Regions from separate parts of the Drosophila melanogaster genome. Here regions 2 and 3 are each linked to region 1. A link is a contact called in public Hi-C and HiChIP or PLAC-seq data. All regions are on one chromosome and are shown on one strand. Each heading gives the region's core, a stretch centred on a gene start, on an enhancer-like site or on the middle of the called end of the contact. The rest is flanking DNA. Distances are from core to core; before and after follow the strand shown.

What was found. Hi-C and Micro-C count contacts between places; a contact is called where the count stands out from the background. HiChIP or PLAC-seq counts read pairs in DNA pulled down with a chosen protein or histone mark.
Region 2: an H3K27ac HiChIP or PLAC-seq map of the Kc167 cell line shows a contact between it and region 1, with 6 times the contacts expected there. The contact joins the promoter of Sec22 here to the promoter of Lztr1 in region 1. A contact is called at or near these places in 59 of 107 Hi-C or Micro-C datasets (the D17-c3 cell line, the Kc167 cell line, the ML-DmBG3-c2 cell line and 19 more) and 3 of 6 datasets of contacts at active chromatin or transcription factors (the Kc167 cell line and the S2 cell line).
Region 3: a contact with region 1 is called in a Hi-C map of the Kc167 cell line, with 4 times the contacts expected there. The contact joins the promoter of CG14635 here to the promoter of Lztr1 in region 1. A contact is called at or near these places in 15 of 107 Hi-C or Micro-C datasets (the Clone 8 cell line, the Kc167 cell line, the OSC cell line and 9 more).

What each region holds. Positions count from the first base shown.
Region 1 is chrX:924,863-929,497 of dm6, reverse strand. Lztr1 (Leucine zipper like transcription regulator 1) reads left to right here and starts at 1,916. Exons shown (of 6, transcript NM_130513.4): 1 at 1,916-2,802; 2 at 2,865-4,280; 3 at 4,350-4,525; 4 at 4,581-4,635. The coding sequence starts at 2,051. CG43867 reads left to right here and starts at 1,523. Exons shown (of 13, transcript NM_001272180.1): 1 at 1,523-1,641. MED22 (Mediator complex subunit 22) reads right to left here and starts at 1,359. Exons shown (of 3, transcript NM_130514.5): 1 at 1,171-1,359; 2 at 1,013-1,114; 3 at 638-948. The coding sequence starts at 1,282. The coding sequence ends at 731. CG3708 reads left to right here. Exons shown (of 1, transcript NM_130515.3): 1 at 1-700. The coding sequence ends at 602.
Region 2 is chrX:804,030-808,664 of dm6, reverse strand. It overlaps Sec22 (Secretory 22), which reads right to left and starts at 2,589. Exons shown (of 4, transcript NM_130507.3): 1 at 2,106-2,589; 2 at 1,923-2,032; 3 at 1,395-1,696; 4 at 465-1,311. The coding sequence starts at 2,180. The coding sequence ends at 1,163. CG13358 reads left to right here and starts at 3,744. Exons shown (of 2, transcript NM_130506.3): 1 at 3,744-4,591. The coding sequence starts at 3,768. It overlaps CG43867, which reads left to right. Exons shown (of 13, transcript NM_001272180.1): 13 at 1-448.
Region 3 is chrX:842,121-846,755 of dm6, reverse strand. CG14635 reads right to left here and starts at 1,933. Exons shown (of 1, transcript NM_130508.2): 1 at 1,459-1,933. The coding sequence starts at 1,919. The coding sequence ends at 1,560. It overlaps CG43867, which reads left to right. Exons shown (of 13, transcript NM_001272180.1): 4 at 3,582-3,644. It overlaps CG3713, which reads left to right. Exons shown (of 1, transcript NM_144244.3): 1 at 1-585.

The sequences.
Region 1 (4,635 bases), core at 667-3,166:
TGGGTGTTCCACGCTTTTGGCTGACAGTTTTCCAGAACGTGCCCCTGCTCTCGGAGTTGGTCCAGGATCACGACGAGCCGCTTCTGGAGAGCCTAATGGATGTGCGCCTGGCTTACGACCAGGACAGCTACATGGTCATCTTTCAGTTTCGGCCCAATAGCTTCCTGCACGATTCCTCGCTGCTGCTCACGAAGCGCTACTTTCTGCAGCACTCGGCGGACCCGGAGTATCCCTTTCTGTTCGAAGGGCCCGAAATAGTTCGTTGCGAAGGCTGCCACATCCACTGGCGCGATGGCTCCAATCTCACTCTCCAAACGGTGGAAAGCAGGCGAAGGAACAGAGCACACCGAGTCACCAAGGTCATGCCTCGGGAGTCCTTCTTTCGCTTCTTTGCTCCGCCGCAGGCCTTGGACCTGTCGCTCGCGGATGAAAAGACCAAGCTGATCCTTGGCAACGATTTCGAAGTGGGCTTCCTGCTACGCACCCAAATCGTCCCGAAGGCGGTGCTCTTTTACACGGGCGACCTAGTTGACAGCCTGAGCGCGGCCTCTCCGGACAGTCGCTCCTTGTCCTCGGAGGCGGAACAGGAGCAGGTCTTGTGAGTGCGACGCGACTAGCTGTTTGCTAAACAAAATTTACAAGTGAATGTGGTAATGATTTCTTATTAAATTCTACAGTTCGGCCAAAGCCAGTTCATCACAAATAAGGTGAACCCCTTCCCCTCCTAGCGCTACTTAAAAATGCTGGTGTAGTACTCCTCCTCCAGGTCGTACAAGTCCATGGCCATTTCGTCCCTAAGTTTCATCAGCTTCTTGTCGCACTCGCTCTGTGTGTTCCTGAACAGCTGCGAATTGTTTGTGATGGCCTCGTTGACCGAGTGAAAGTCGTTGAGGATTAGGTACTGTTTTAGGTCGGCCACCAGCTTCATCAGAGACTCGCCGGCACGGACTATAAAGCGGAATGCATGAAGGAAATGGCTCGAATCTGGTTCCCAGGGAGTGGATTTACTCACCCATGTTGGCCGCGCGGACCTGCATTTCCAGGGCATCCTGTTCGCACTGCGTGGTCTTCGAAATCTGGCTGTGGCTCTCACGGCGCGCCAGCTTGAGTATTTCTGGAGGAGAACACGGTATTACAATCTATTGCTCGGAGCAACTGAGCCGCACTTACCTTCAAAATTCTCCAGCATGCTGCGAACGTCGTCCTTGAGGCGCGCATTATAGGACTTCAGAAGCGCCTCCTTCGACTGGGGCAAAATGGTTGTCCTGGATCCGCTGGCCATTGTCCTAATTCTACCTTAACTTAGTTCAACAATTTATTTTAGACAAACCCGCTTCTCGTCGTTTTTTATATGTACAGTGTGACCACGTATTTTCCGACCATAAATACCGTCCTAACTCACCGACGCCAACTTGACGCAAATTCATTTGACACACATTATATACCAAAGACATGCCGCCCGCCAACTGCAAAGCGTCACAAAAAGTTCAGTTTTCTGGTTAAGCGGTTGGTTAAAATCGTAATAATTGTGTTTGTGCTTAAATATCCTACGTTCGATGGCGTCTTTAAATGCAAGCCAACAAAATGAACTACGAAGTCAGCGACGAAATTCTCGTCGGCCGCTAATGCCACCAGAACGTGGTGAGTCTGCACACAATTTTAAAAATTTAAAAAGAATGGGCAAAGAGACACGCCTGCCCCACATTGAACCCATTTCAAGTGGGCGCCACGCGGCAATGCTAAGGAACATTTAGTTTTAAGTTAAATTCCAAGTTCTTTATTGGAAAAGTAAAGTTAACAGTTTCTACCGTTATAATGGTTCGGTTCAGTTAAATCTTCCGTGCGAGAGTGTATGTGTGTGAACTATAGCGAACAGTGTGAAATATACCAAATACCATGGCTATACTGTTGCGTTATCGATAGCCGATAACAGCTACGAGTTAAGCTGCGAATGTATACAATTGCATATAAAATCTGGAATTTGTGAAAACCGGAGCACGATTACCCACAACGAGGACGACGGAGGATCCTTCCGGCGTGTGATGAATTAATGCTAAAGTCGATCAGCGGAGGCGTTGGCGTGGCATCCACGGAACGAGGTGGTGGCGGAGGAGGCTGCGGAGGAGGTGGAGCAGGAGGAAGCGCCTCTGGGAGCAGGAGTACCAGCGGAAGCGGGCGCGCTAGCTGTGGGCTGGGCTCCAGTTCGATTTCCAGTGGATTGAGTGCGGTGTGCGGATTTGTGACCGGAGCTAGTGGCGGAGGTGGATTTGAGCGGGATCGCGACAGGGACAGAGGATTAGCCAACATCAGCGGTGGCAGCACTCCTGCCGGGATCCTTTATTGCCCCGCTTGTATGGCAGCTGCCAATCAGCAGAGTCCCAGCCAGAATTCGAGTCCGCACCACGAGAGTTTCTTCTTGCGCAGCTCCTTCAAGTCGAGCAAACGGAACAAGGCCAGGAAAAGCGCCTCCACCGCCGGCTGCTTAGACGCCCAGCACATACGGGCGAATCTCCGAATGTCCATGTCCAGTTCAATGAGAAGCTCTAGAGGGAATGGCGGTGGTGGAGCGGCCTCCTCCTCGCATCCTCCGGGCAGCAGCTGCAGCAGCGGACCAGGAGGATCGGGATGTAGTATGGCATATGACGCGGCAAGCAATGCCAGCAGTGGAAGTGGCAGTGGAAGCGGAAAGGCCACTTCCCCGGGTAGCTACAGCTGCAATGCCCTGAACGTGGACTTCACCTCCTACACGGCCACGCATCAGTGGACCAGGATGCTCGAATGCGCCGAGTTCGTGGGCGCCAAGTGAGTTGTGAAGCCATATAGATGAAAATATCTATATTCCCTATCCCTTTCTTCCCAATCAGGCGAAGCAAGCACACAGTGGTGGCCTACAAGGATGCGATGTTTGTATTCGGAGGTGACAACGGCAAGAACATGCTAAACGACCTGATTCGCTTCGGCGTTAAGGACAAGTCATGGGGCCGCGCATGTGCAACAGGAACTCCGCCTGCTCCGCGATACCACCACTCGGCGGTGGTGGCCGGCAGCTCTATGTTCATCTTTGGGGGTTACACCGGCGACATTCACTCCAACTCAAACTTGACCAACAAGAACGATCTGTTCGAATACAAGTTCCAGAGCGCCATGTGGGTGGAATGGAAGTTCTCCGGACGCCAGCCGGTTCCTCGATCCGCTCACGGAGCAGCCGTGTATGACAACAAAATGTGGATCTATGCGGGCTACGATGGCAATGCTCGGCTGAACGACATGTGGACGCTAAACCTCACCGGTGAAAATCAGTGGGAGGAGGTGGATCAGCTGGGCGATCGTCCGCCCACGTGCTGCAATTTCCCCGTGGCAGTGGCCAGGGACGCCATGTACGTCTTTTCGGGGCAGAGTGGCTTGCAGATAACGAACTCGCTCTTTGAGTTCCACTTCAAGACGCGAACTTGGCGACGCATTTCCAATGAGCCCGTCTTGCGAGGCGCTACCTCAGCTCCGCCCTCGCGACGATATGGCCACACGATGGTGCATCACGATCGGTTCCTGTATGTCTTCGGGGGATCGGCGGACTCAACGCTGCCCAACGATTTACACTGCTACGATCTAGACTCGCAGGTCTGGTCCGTCATCCAGCCTGAACAGAATTCGGATGTGCCTTCGGGTAGAGTGTTCCATGCCTCGGCAGTCATCTGCGATGCCATGTACATATTTGGCGGAACCGTGGACAATAGTGTGAGAAGGGGCGACACCTATCGCTTCCAGTTCTCGTCGTACCCGAAGTGCACGCTGCGCGATGACTTCGGAAAATTCTTCCAGGACAAACAGTTCTGCGACATTCAGTTTATTGTCGGAGCGGAGGAGATTCGCATACTAGCACACATCGCCTTTGTGGCGGCGCGCTCGAAGTATCTGAGGAACAAGATTTTGGCAGCCCGGGAGGCACGCCAGCAGCAGATGGAGAAGGTCTACGGGGTGGGCCAGGTAGATGCACTGGCTCTGAATGCGGGCGCGGGCGGGGACCGCGGACCCATGTTGGAGGTGCGACTGGCCAACGCCTCCCCCGAGGCCTTTGAAATCATATTGAATTACATTTACACCGATCGAATTGACTTGAAGGACACTTACAGCAAGAACATCATCATTCTGATCACAGATATTTACCAACTTGCCGGTTTGTTTACCATGCCGCGGCTGGCCCACGGCTGTATCCAGTATTTGGACTACAAGATTAACAAGCTTAACGTGCTGGAGGCGCTCTACAATGCGGATAAGAGCAAGTGAGAGCAGATATAGCCTTTGGATCGTATTTAAATGAAACTAATTTATGTAAACACTCCCCAACACAGTATTAAGATCATTAAGGATCACTGCATGCAGTTCATCATCAAGGAGGAGAACTTCACTGACGTGGTCATGTCCAGTGAGTTTAGCGATTTGGACAAGCCTCTGCTGGTCGAGATCATCCGCAAGCGCCTGTATCCCAGCAAGCTGGTGATAGATACCAGCTATGAAGGCAATATAGGTACGGTTCGTCGATAGTTGACAAATTGGTAGCTGAAGGTATAATTTTTGATTAGGAACCACTTTGGAGATCGATCTGTGTGCCTTTTTGGAGTCCACTGGCAAAGATTT
Region 2 (4,635 bases), core at 1,340-3,839, 120 kb after region 1:
AAGCCAGAGGAGGTTGCAAAATTCGGTAGATGATTGCTCTTCTCCCCAGTTAATTAATTATTGCAGACCATTTCACACATCCCCCCCCACAAAGCATATGCATTCATATGTAGTTATGTAGAGAGCGTATATATGTATTCGGATTCGATATTTCACAAAACTATACACACCAAATTACGATATAGCAGTGTATATGGCAACAGCGCATTTTTTTCCTAATTGTAAAGATTTGATATTACAAATTTATATGCGCTGAGACGCAACGAAAACGGACATTTAGCGGGACGATATGAGACCGAATGGGATCGGGATCGGATCAGATCGAGAAATTCATTGAGAAGAATCGTAATTCGAAGGCTTGCAAGTGGATATAAACTATAAAGGCGAATGTATCACATCACACTCAGTGAATCGAAAAATATATAAAGGGAAATTATCGATTAAAACTAAACCAAAAATCAGATGCAGTTTCTATCTTTCGGGCTTGGGTAGTGCATCGAACACAGTTTTGCCTTCTCTTTATTAAACAATATAAATTTATTTATTTGCCTTAATTTTACACATATAAATTGCCTAAAACTGTTATTGTTTATTTCCCTTTCTCTTCTTTTCTTTTCTTTCGGTTCGCTTGTTATCTTTTCTTTTTCTTTTGTTTTTTGCGGTGTTTTTGCAGCTTGTATCAAGCACTCCGCCGGATTCGGATTCGCTATGCAGCGATCCATCTACAATCTAGACATTTATACACACACACACGGATCGACGCTCATAATTTACAGATTTGGGTCGTAGTCAACCGACTTGGCTCAAAGGTCGTCTAAACTAAACCCGATTCGTAATCAAATATTTAGAAAACCTGCGCAACGGAAGCGCGAGGCGAAATGAAATGGGAGTTAATAATTAATGGAATCCCAGACCGTAAATAACGCAAAGGTAAGTTAATATTAGAAGTAAAACAATCCTCGGGAGCGATGCGTATGCTGGTAGGGGGTTTCGCTATTCACTTTTCGCTTGCCTATGATTCATAGATATGAATGAATATGGTGTGGTTGGTGGCGTGGAGTACAGGTGCACGCGTAATCTAAATGTCTTTTGGTCTTGCGTCCTTGACGCTTGACTCCAACAAAGAACGCGCCGCTCCGAGTGGCCATGGAACTGCTTGATATTACAGAACCCAGAAATACATGATGAACACTAGAAGTATCATGCCCAAGGCCATCGCCTTCACGTACATGGACTTTCGGTTGAGCAGCTTGGCGTCCTTCTTGTACTTCTGTGACATCATCGATAGGTTCTGGGTCTTGGTGTCGAGTTCTGGAAGGAAAAACGGGGTGAACGTCAGTTGAATCCCACAATCACGCGTAGATAGTCGCGTAGATAGTAGTAGTAGTAGTTACCCGCCAGCACTGTGCCACGTTGGAGCACGTCGTCAATGTTTTGCACCATGATGCGCTGCACATCCTGCAGCTGTGTGTTGATGTTGCTGATGTTGCGTCTGCGGTCCGTCAACTGTTTTTTCGCCTTCTGTATGTACACGTCAAACTCGATGAATGCGTATGGGCGAGTCACTGAGTTTACTCGCCGGCCGTAGTTAGCATGGAACTCCTGGGCCAGGTCCTCCAGGTAATTGAAGGCCAGTCGCTTTGAGTACATCTTGTCCACCATCACCAGGTAGCAGACGTCGTTCTCGATTAGGTAGCTGCAGGGAAAATGTGGAATATTTTAATTGGGGCGCCCATTGCATCTTCTGGCTTTCGCAAGCAGTGAGCGTTTAATTTAACTTCGTATCAAATTACATCTATACTCTTTGTTCCGAAACTAAATCAACTGTCACTGACTACCCGCGGAGCCGAGAAACCTTTGTACATGGTGTGATTTTAATGGTCTATGCCCTGGCAAAGGTGCCACGAATTGGGGCTACTCACTGGAATAGGTAGGGTCCGGTCTCGATACTGCATCGAGCCGGGGAGTGGGTACCCAGCTTGCGGAAGAGCATCTTAGCCTGGTTTTGGTAGTCCAGTATGCTGCGTCCGCTCTGAAAGTGAAAGCGACTTAGTTGCGGGAGCGGAACGGAATGCAACGTATTAGAAAGTGATGCACACGGGTACCTGCTCGTCATCCTGCATGGTCCCCACCAGAGGAAGGCCATCGATGACCCTGGCTATCATGGTCAGCAGCGCCATGGCTTCTGCTGTTCCTGGTTACGATTGCTCGCGGAACTACGGGGCTGCGTCTCAAGTCTTCTTGGCCACGGCTGCACTCTGCCGTCGCCTCCTTCCACTGGCTGCTACTTATTCCGATGTGGATCCGCTGCAGTCCAGTCACCAGTGTGTGAAGTTTGTGTCCGGTCGTCCTCTTCCACTTCTTGGATTTCACAACTCAGCCGATCGGTCGGTGCTTGCCGCAGTGCTCCTGCGATGCCCGGGACTTCCAAATGGACTCTGCCTCGAATCGGGAACGTTCGCTGCTACCATGAAAACTGTGTTGCAACGTCGCGGCGGGCGGGTGTCTGGGATTGGAGTGGATTGGAGGTTTCTGTGGATGTTTGTTGCAATGTAACCACGTCACCGGTATGTCCGTGTAAATATACCGAATGGTGCGAGGCATACCGAATACCGCAGAGTATCTCAGAGTACCGACCGCCAACGGTCACATTAACGGAAGTCCATTATACCATTCGTTTCTTCGTTTCTTTAAATGCACGATATGGAAATACGCTTTCAACTCGTTTTCAAGCCAGCATGCCCCTGAAAATGGCGCTTTCGAGTTTCCGGGCTTTCCCGCAAAGCTATTTTCCCAGGTCTACAGCTTTGACAGCTTGCGCTCTGCTGTAATGTGGAGTTTGCTTTTTGTATGCGTGTGTTGTACACAGGATGCGGATTAAGGATCCCCAGAAGTTCAATAGAAGTACAATACTTCGATTCACCCATGAACCTGGCGCCCAGATGCATTGTTCTATAGCTGTTTTGAGTCCCAATCCGACCAATTGGTCTTTGGTATTTTTATTTTTTATATTGGCAATCGAGTTGCGAATATATTATTTCAAATATTTAAATATAAATAAATATTTATTTAAATTATTAACCAACATAAATCGAAATCCCTGGCACGTCGCGCCGCTTTCGCAGACTCAAATCCGCTGGCGCAGATGCCGGAAGTGGGTTGGACCCCCCAAAAGTCGATGACCAAGCCCAACCGGTTCGCCCGCGAAGACCATCCTCTGCATGGACATCCACATCCATCCCCAGAAGGAAAAGTGGTTCGCCCGCGAAACCGGACTTGGACTTGAGGCAGGGACCCAACTATATGGACTACCTGTGGTACTTGGCGATGGAGCTGCGTGCGAATGTGCGTTTCAAGCGACCACCGGAAAAATCTTTGCACTGGGAAAATAATTCATATCGAATGCGACTTATTCATCTATGTATATTATGAATTGAAGCCCTGCAAGCGAATGCGAATAACCATTCCCATTTCTGCTCATACCGAAGAATGCTAAGATATACACAAGTTTGTGATCAAAGCGGGAAAGCTTATGACATTATTTAAAATGCTTGTACTGTGATCTTAAATCGAATGCATTTCAATTAACTCTGAGCCCATCGAGGACTGCGGTCAACCTATTTTCTCATCGTGTGATCGGATCACCCGCAGCGGAATGCGTGCGCTTCCGTTTTGCTCGGCTTGGCCTCCTTCCTCGTTCCGTTGAAAGCAGGTATGTATATATAAGCCACTGCTCCACCTAGAGGCTCCACAATACAAAGTCAGTCATGGCCGGGTCAGTTCGTGCGACGCTCCTGGGTCTCCTCATGCAGATCCTGTGCAATGGGCTGGCTGGTCAGCAGCTGCTCCTCACACGTCCCCAAAGGAGCCTGTTCGAGACTCCGCTGGGTCACGTAGAGCAAGTGGAACAAGTGCCCTCTTTAGGCTGGAATAGTGTTGGTAGTGGACTCGGAGTGGGCGAGTGGCCCTACAGCCCCGTTGGTCTCGGCCACATGAGCAAGGATGAGCTGCTGACCCTGCTGGAGGCCTGGAAGGAGGTCGAGGAGGAATCGGCCACAACAACGACTGCGTCGCCAGCGGATGCCAGCACACGTAGACCTCCTCCGCCTCCACTGCCACCACCACCACCTCCTCCGCCACGACCCACACCCATACCAGTCTCCGTTGCAATCCCGTCACCGGCTGTTCCGCCCTCCGGCACTCCCATTACAGTGCGGCTCCCAGCCTTTGTGCCTGTGCGTCTGGCTGCCGTGTTTACTCCGCTTGCCGGTGGACAAGCTGATAGTGCTGTTCCGTCTGCCAACGGAGTCGGAGGGGCTGGAGGAGATGATTTGTCCACCGATGACGTGACAGATGATGACGGCGTCTCTACCCGGCTCTTTCGCTTTTTGCCCATGCCAGGAGCTCGAACGAGACCGCAATCCAATTCACAGCCCAGGCAGCAATTTGTGGTGAGGAACACCCTGGACAGCGTGGATGCGGGCACTGCCCCTGTCAGGCAGCAGATTAAACCGGAAGTCCAGCCCAAGGCGACTGCTCCGCCTTCCATTCCCAAGTTCCCTGGCCACCCAACTCCCTTCTTCCGTCCCAGGTAAGCAGAAACGAAAGCGCTAGAGGTGGTCATCTGGGCAGCCG
Region 3 (4,635 bases), core at 684-3,183, 83 kb after region 1:
AAAACCAAATGACAACAAATGGCATAATGGCCAGACAACAAAACAGACGGCAAAAAATAGAAAAACTCGACAAACTCAAACAAAGCTCCGCACAAAGCAAAAAAAAAAAAACTGAACAAAACAAAATGCAAACAAACAATGCAATAAAATTCAATTACAACAAAATTTTAATTAACTTTTTGCAATCAAAACACAAACCAAATGAGGAGACAACTGGCATCCGAATTGAAAGCCAATAAAAATGGGCGTAATAACCTAACCAATCTACAGGTCATCGATGGACAGGAGAGGGTTAAACGAATCTGACAAAGGCTGTGTACGTTAGCTTCAAATGGGATAGGATTACTTGAGTGTATCATGTTATGTGTGCAAAAGTTTAAAAATGTATATGCACGCACATATGGTAAATGTTTGGATTCGATTGGGAGCACCAAAGAACCAGGCACAGTTTTCCAAACAATAGAAACTACTCGTAGTCGTGTGCCAACTATCGGATACCTTATAGTCTGTATTAAAGTTTGTTATTGACTTATTTACTCTACGAGTACTGATGGAAATGAGTATAAATATGAAAATATTGTTTGTAAACTGTTAAAATGTTTTATTTCGTTTTGTGGGGCGGTAGGTCGCATTACGTATACGACGCGCAGACCACAGAGTAATACGTTTCTAAAGCAAGTTTGCAGTTGCACTGTTTCATTGTTGACCTATCAATTGGGCTCTTCTTCCGGTCGTAGCATACAGTCAGTGTGAACTCGTTTCTTCCAAAGCAATTCCGAGTCGGATAAGACACAGCTACTGCAGCCCATCAAGATCTGCTTCCATGCTCCTTGCAGCATTGTCCACCCACCCTTTAAGACCTCCTATATATTCACATCTGTATCGCAATCGCGAGAAAGACAACTTTTAGTGCGACATTCGCTGGAAACTTTCAGCAGAGCGGCAAACGACACCTAAACCGACTAATGGGCAAAGTCACCTCCTTTGGCAGTAGTGGCTTCGGGGGTTTACTTCACCCATTGTGAGCCATTTGTTTGCTGGAATTGCATTCGTGGCTGCGAAATAACATTTTCCGTTTCCGTTCTTGTTGCGACTGCGTGCCACATTTGTAAAACTTGTGTGTTTAAGTCTGAAGTGTCTGAAGGAAAGTGGACCCCCTCCCCAACCCCCCTTGGCACACCACCAGCAATTAATGCCAAATGTTTTCTGCTTTAGGCCGCCGCTTCATTTCCTTCCAATTAAGTCGCCAATTGGCAGGCCAGAACGCCCCTGATTAAACAGGTGTACGGATGAGGACGGCCAAATCCGGTAAAACCTTCGCAATCTTTCACGCACGCAAGTCGAACCGAACTTTCTGCCTTTTCAGCTTTATGTTTAATCCAATGGTTTGGCCAAGTTTCGTCGCAGCGCCGAACACCAGCCAGCCATCGCATGCAAGTAAATTGTCCATATAGTCAAGTCAGGAAAATGTGTAAAATGTATTTATTGTGTTCGACTTTTAGCGGAATATGCGGGATCACATGTTTAATGTCAATGCCGAAATCCCAAACAATTTCCGCCTAGAACTGGTCGGGAATATTTCGAACTGAACCAGATGACCCGGCGTCTTGGAAAGATCTGCCAAAAATTCGATCGTAGCGCTCCAAGGCTTCGTAGGAGACCCGTGCTGACCGCAATGAGGGACGAAGGTAGCCCGTTGATGGAGATCCAGCTGAAGGAGGAGGAACTGGAAACGAATCGTGTCGCTGTGGCATAGAAAGATCGTTCCACTTGCGGGTCTGCTCCTGTTGGAGCTGCAGATCGGGCGCCTCATCGTCCAGGTCAGCGATATTCCGCCGATGGGTGGTGCTGGTGGAATCCGTGTCGGAATTTCCCTGGGCCCTGATACAGGCAAACAAGTCGCTTAAACTAGAGCACATATTTGTTGCTTCTGGGCGAGTTTGTCGGTGGTTCCACCCTATTTATAATCGTGCAGCTATGCAGCTGTTTTTGGCAAAGGGAATGGCTCAGCCAATTAGTACACTAAGTAGACTTAGTCATTACCAAGCGACCAAGCGAACAAATAAAAACACTTCCTAACAATGTTGGAAATTTTAGACGGTACTTGTACTTCACATTTGATTGGATATGCAGTTAGATTCTCCTTTGAGTAGAGGAGTACGAGTATACTCCTCAAACAGCTTAGCAAAGGTTAACTCAGACTGAAGAGATGTATGAAAGCTTACCATCAAGTCAAGCTGACGTTTCCTGCCACTTCCGCTCCGCCATTCATCATCGGTAGAGGAGGCTTCTTCATATTTCGCACAGCAATTTGACGTCCATCAATCAATGGGCTCCACACCCCCGTCCGCCCCCTTAACTGAGTGGCCACTTGAATGGCATAAAAAGCGGAAATTAATGCACTTAAGACATTCAAAATAGACGGCAGTCGATCTCTTGCGCGCTTCAAGTGGACCCCTTAGCGACGTTTAACCATCTTCCTCTACGCCCTTCCTCCCTTTGGACTCTTGGGTTCCGTAGGCCACTTTGGTGATTAATTGGACGGGAATTCCTCGAGGGCTATTTCCGCGGCCGGCTTTTCACCTTTCTTAAATGGCAATCCATTGAGTTCAGAACGCGCGAAGCAAGCGACCAAGGGCGAAATTAGCCCCGTTTTCCAAAATTATCGTAATACCAGGTGCAAAGAAGCAGATCCCAGCGACATGAATTGTATTAGCTAGAGAGCATTATTACTATTAGCTGCAAATTGTGTGTCATTTCCCATGATTGATTCATTGATGGATAGACCATCCTTTGGGTGGCTGGGTAGATGATTCCCAATGAAAAACCTCCCATGCTGAAAAACCCCAAAAGCATAAGGACCGCAAAATAACCATTTTTTAAGAGCTCAAACGGAATTCACCACACCGGAAAATACTGGGAACTTCTTCTTATCAGGGTTTGTGTCTGCACTAAGTTGAATAATTTGTTAGAGGGTGTATCAGATAAATGTTTACATCGGGTTGTAGAATCGAATTTGAAATTACACTGTAAATTTTTTTACAGATCCATTGAAAACTAAGAGGCTTAAGAATAATTTTTTGGAAGTATAACCAATTCCCAACTAATAAAGTTAATTAAGTATTCTGTGGCTTATGAAATAAAACCATGAAGAAACGTTGTGGTCAAATGCCCTGACTATCAGATACCTTTTACTTGGGCAATTTTCAGAATTAACACGCCTTCAGATATAGATGGCGCCACGTAATATTTTACATACAGATCTACAAAAGTATTTATATTTAATTAAGTATATTTTTTCAAACCTTTTACAATATTAGTTAGATTTTAATAGTTGTCGGAAGAAAAATTTAGATATATATAAAGGCAGGGGCAGGGGCACCCACCTGGTAAGAACTCCTGAAAATCTGACGAAACGATGTATAAATTACAAATATAAAAATGTAATTATATATAACAAACTAAAGCTGCAGAATAAGACATCAATATTATCCCACAATTGTTAATGCTTAGTCATGTTTAGATCCTGTTATTAAGGATATATGCGTGTTTTAACCAAGTCTCTTTCTTTCTACTTGCAGCTAACGGAGCTCGAACAGCGAGTCATTGAAGCGGAAGAACGCGCCGAGGAAGCCGAAGATAAGGTAAGCCATTAAATGACTCCCATCCCCCGCTTCTAATCCTTATCGCTTGGGTGGCAAAATTAAAACGATGGTTAGGGGATCCAGTCTATCCTGCACAGAGCCCCCACATTAGAGGACAGCTTAAAGGTGGAGGGTCCCCAGATTTTCATGACAATGATGTTCTATACAGGGATGGAGAAACTGTAGCTAAGGGGGGGTGTTCGTCGAGCAGGGGCCACTCACAGCTGTGACTAACAACAAAACTGGCCCGCCAACCTAAAATTTGTAACCAACTCAAGCGGCAGACACACACTTCGCGAAATTAATTCAAATTTTAAACTTACATAGCACTGTATGTGCATCCACTCCAAAATTCTAAAATCGGAAATCTATCTTTATAAGATTCATTGAAAAGAAAGATCTTAAGATACGACTACCAGTGATTTCTTTTAAATATATCTATACAGATGAGGTTGTTCCAAGTGTTCACAGAGGCTTTGTCCTTATTACCACCTTGTATTTTGTTGAGTGCCTCTACTTCTATTAAGGGAGGGGTAAAGGGATCCGGCTCCACAGCGTGTGCTCGGTACACAAGCCTACATCGAATTCCCTTGTCACCCAGTGCTCCCCGGATACACGCTTTAATGCAGGCCTGCGTTGGAGTTCGTGCTGCTGCAAGCGAAGTGAAGCTTTATAGCCCCTTTCCTCCGTGGCACAAAACTACCCCAAAAGGACGAAATACACAGGCTGTATTTGCCCCCTTCCGATTGCTCGATTCTGCCCCAGCTCCTCGTACTTATGCTTTCAATATCAAATGCGCATTGTTTACATTAACAAGTCCCCGGAGCCTTTTGGCTTTGCCTAACGCAACACGCCAAAAAACAAGCGAAATGCAAATATTTACACCATCTCCCTCGCGACATTTAGTTTCGCCTCTGCACTGCCCGAAAGAAAGGCAACCAGTATTGGTGGAAAAAGCGTTGAATACTTTATGCACACAGAAGAACCCTTA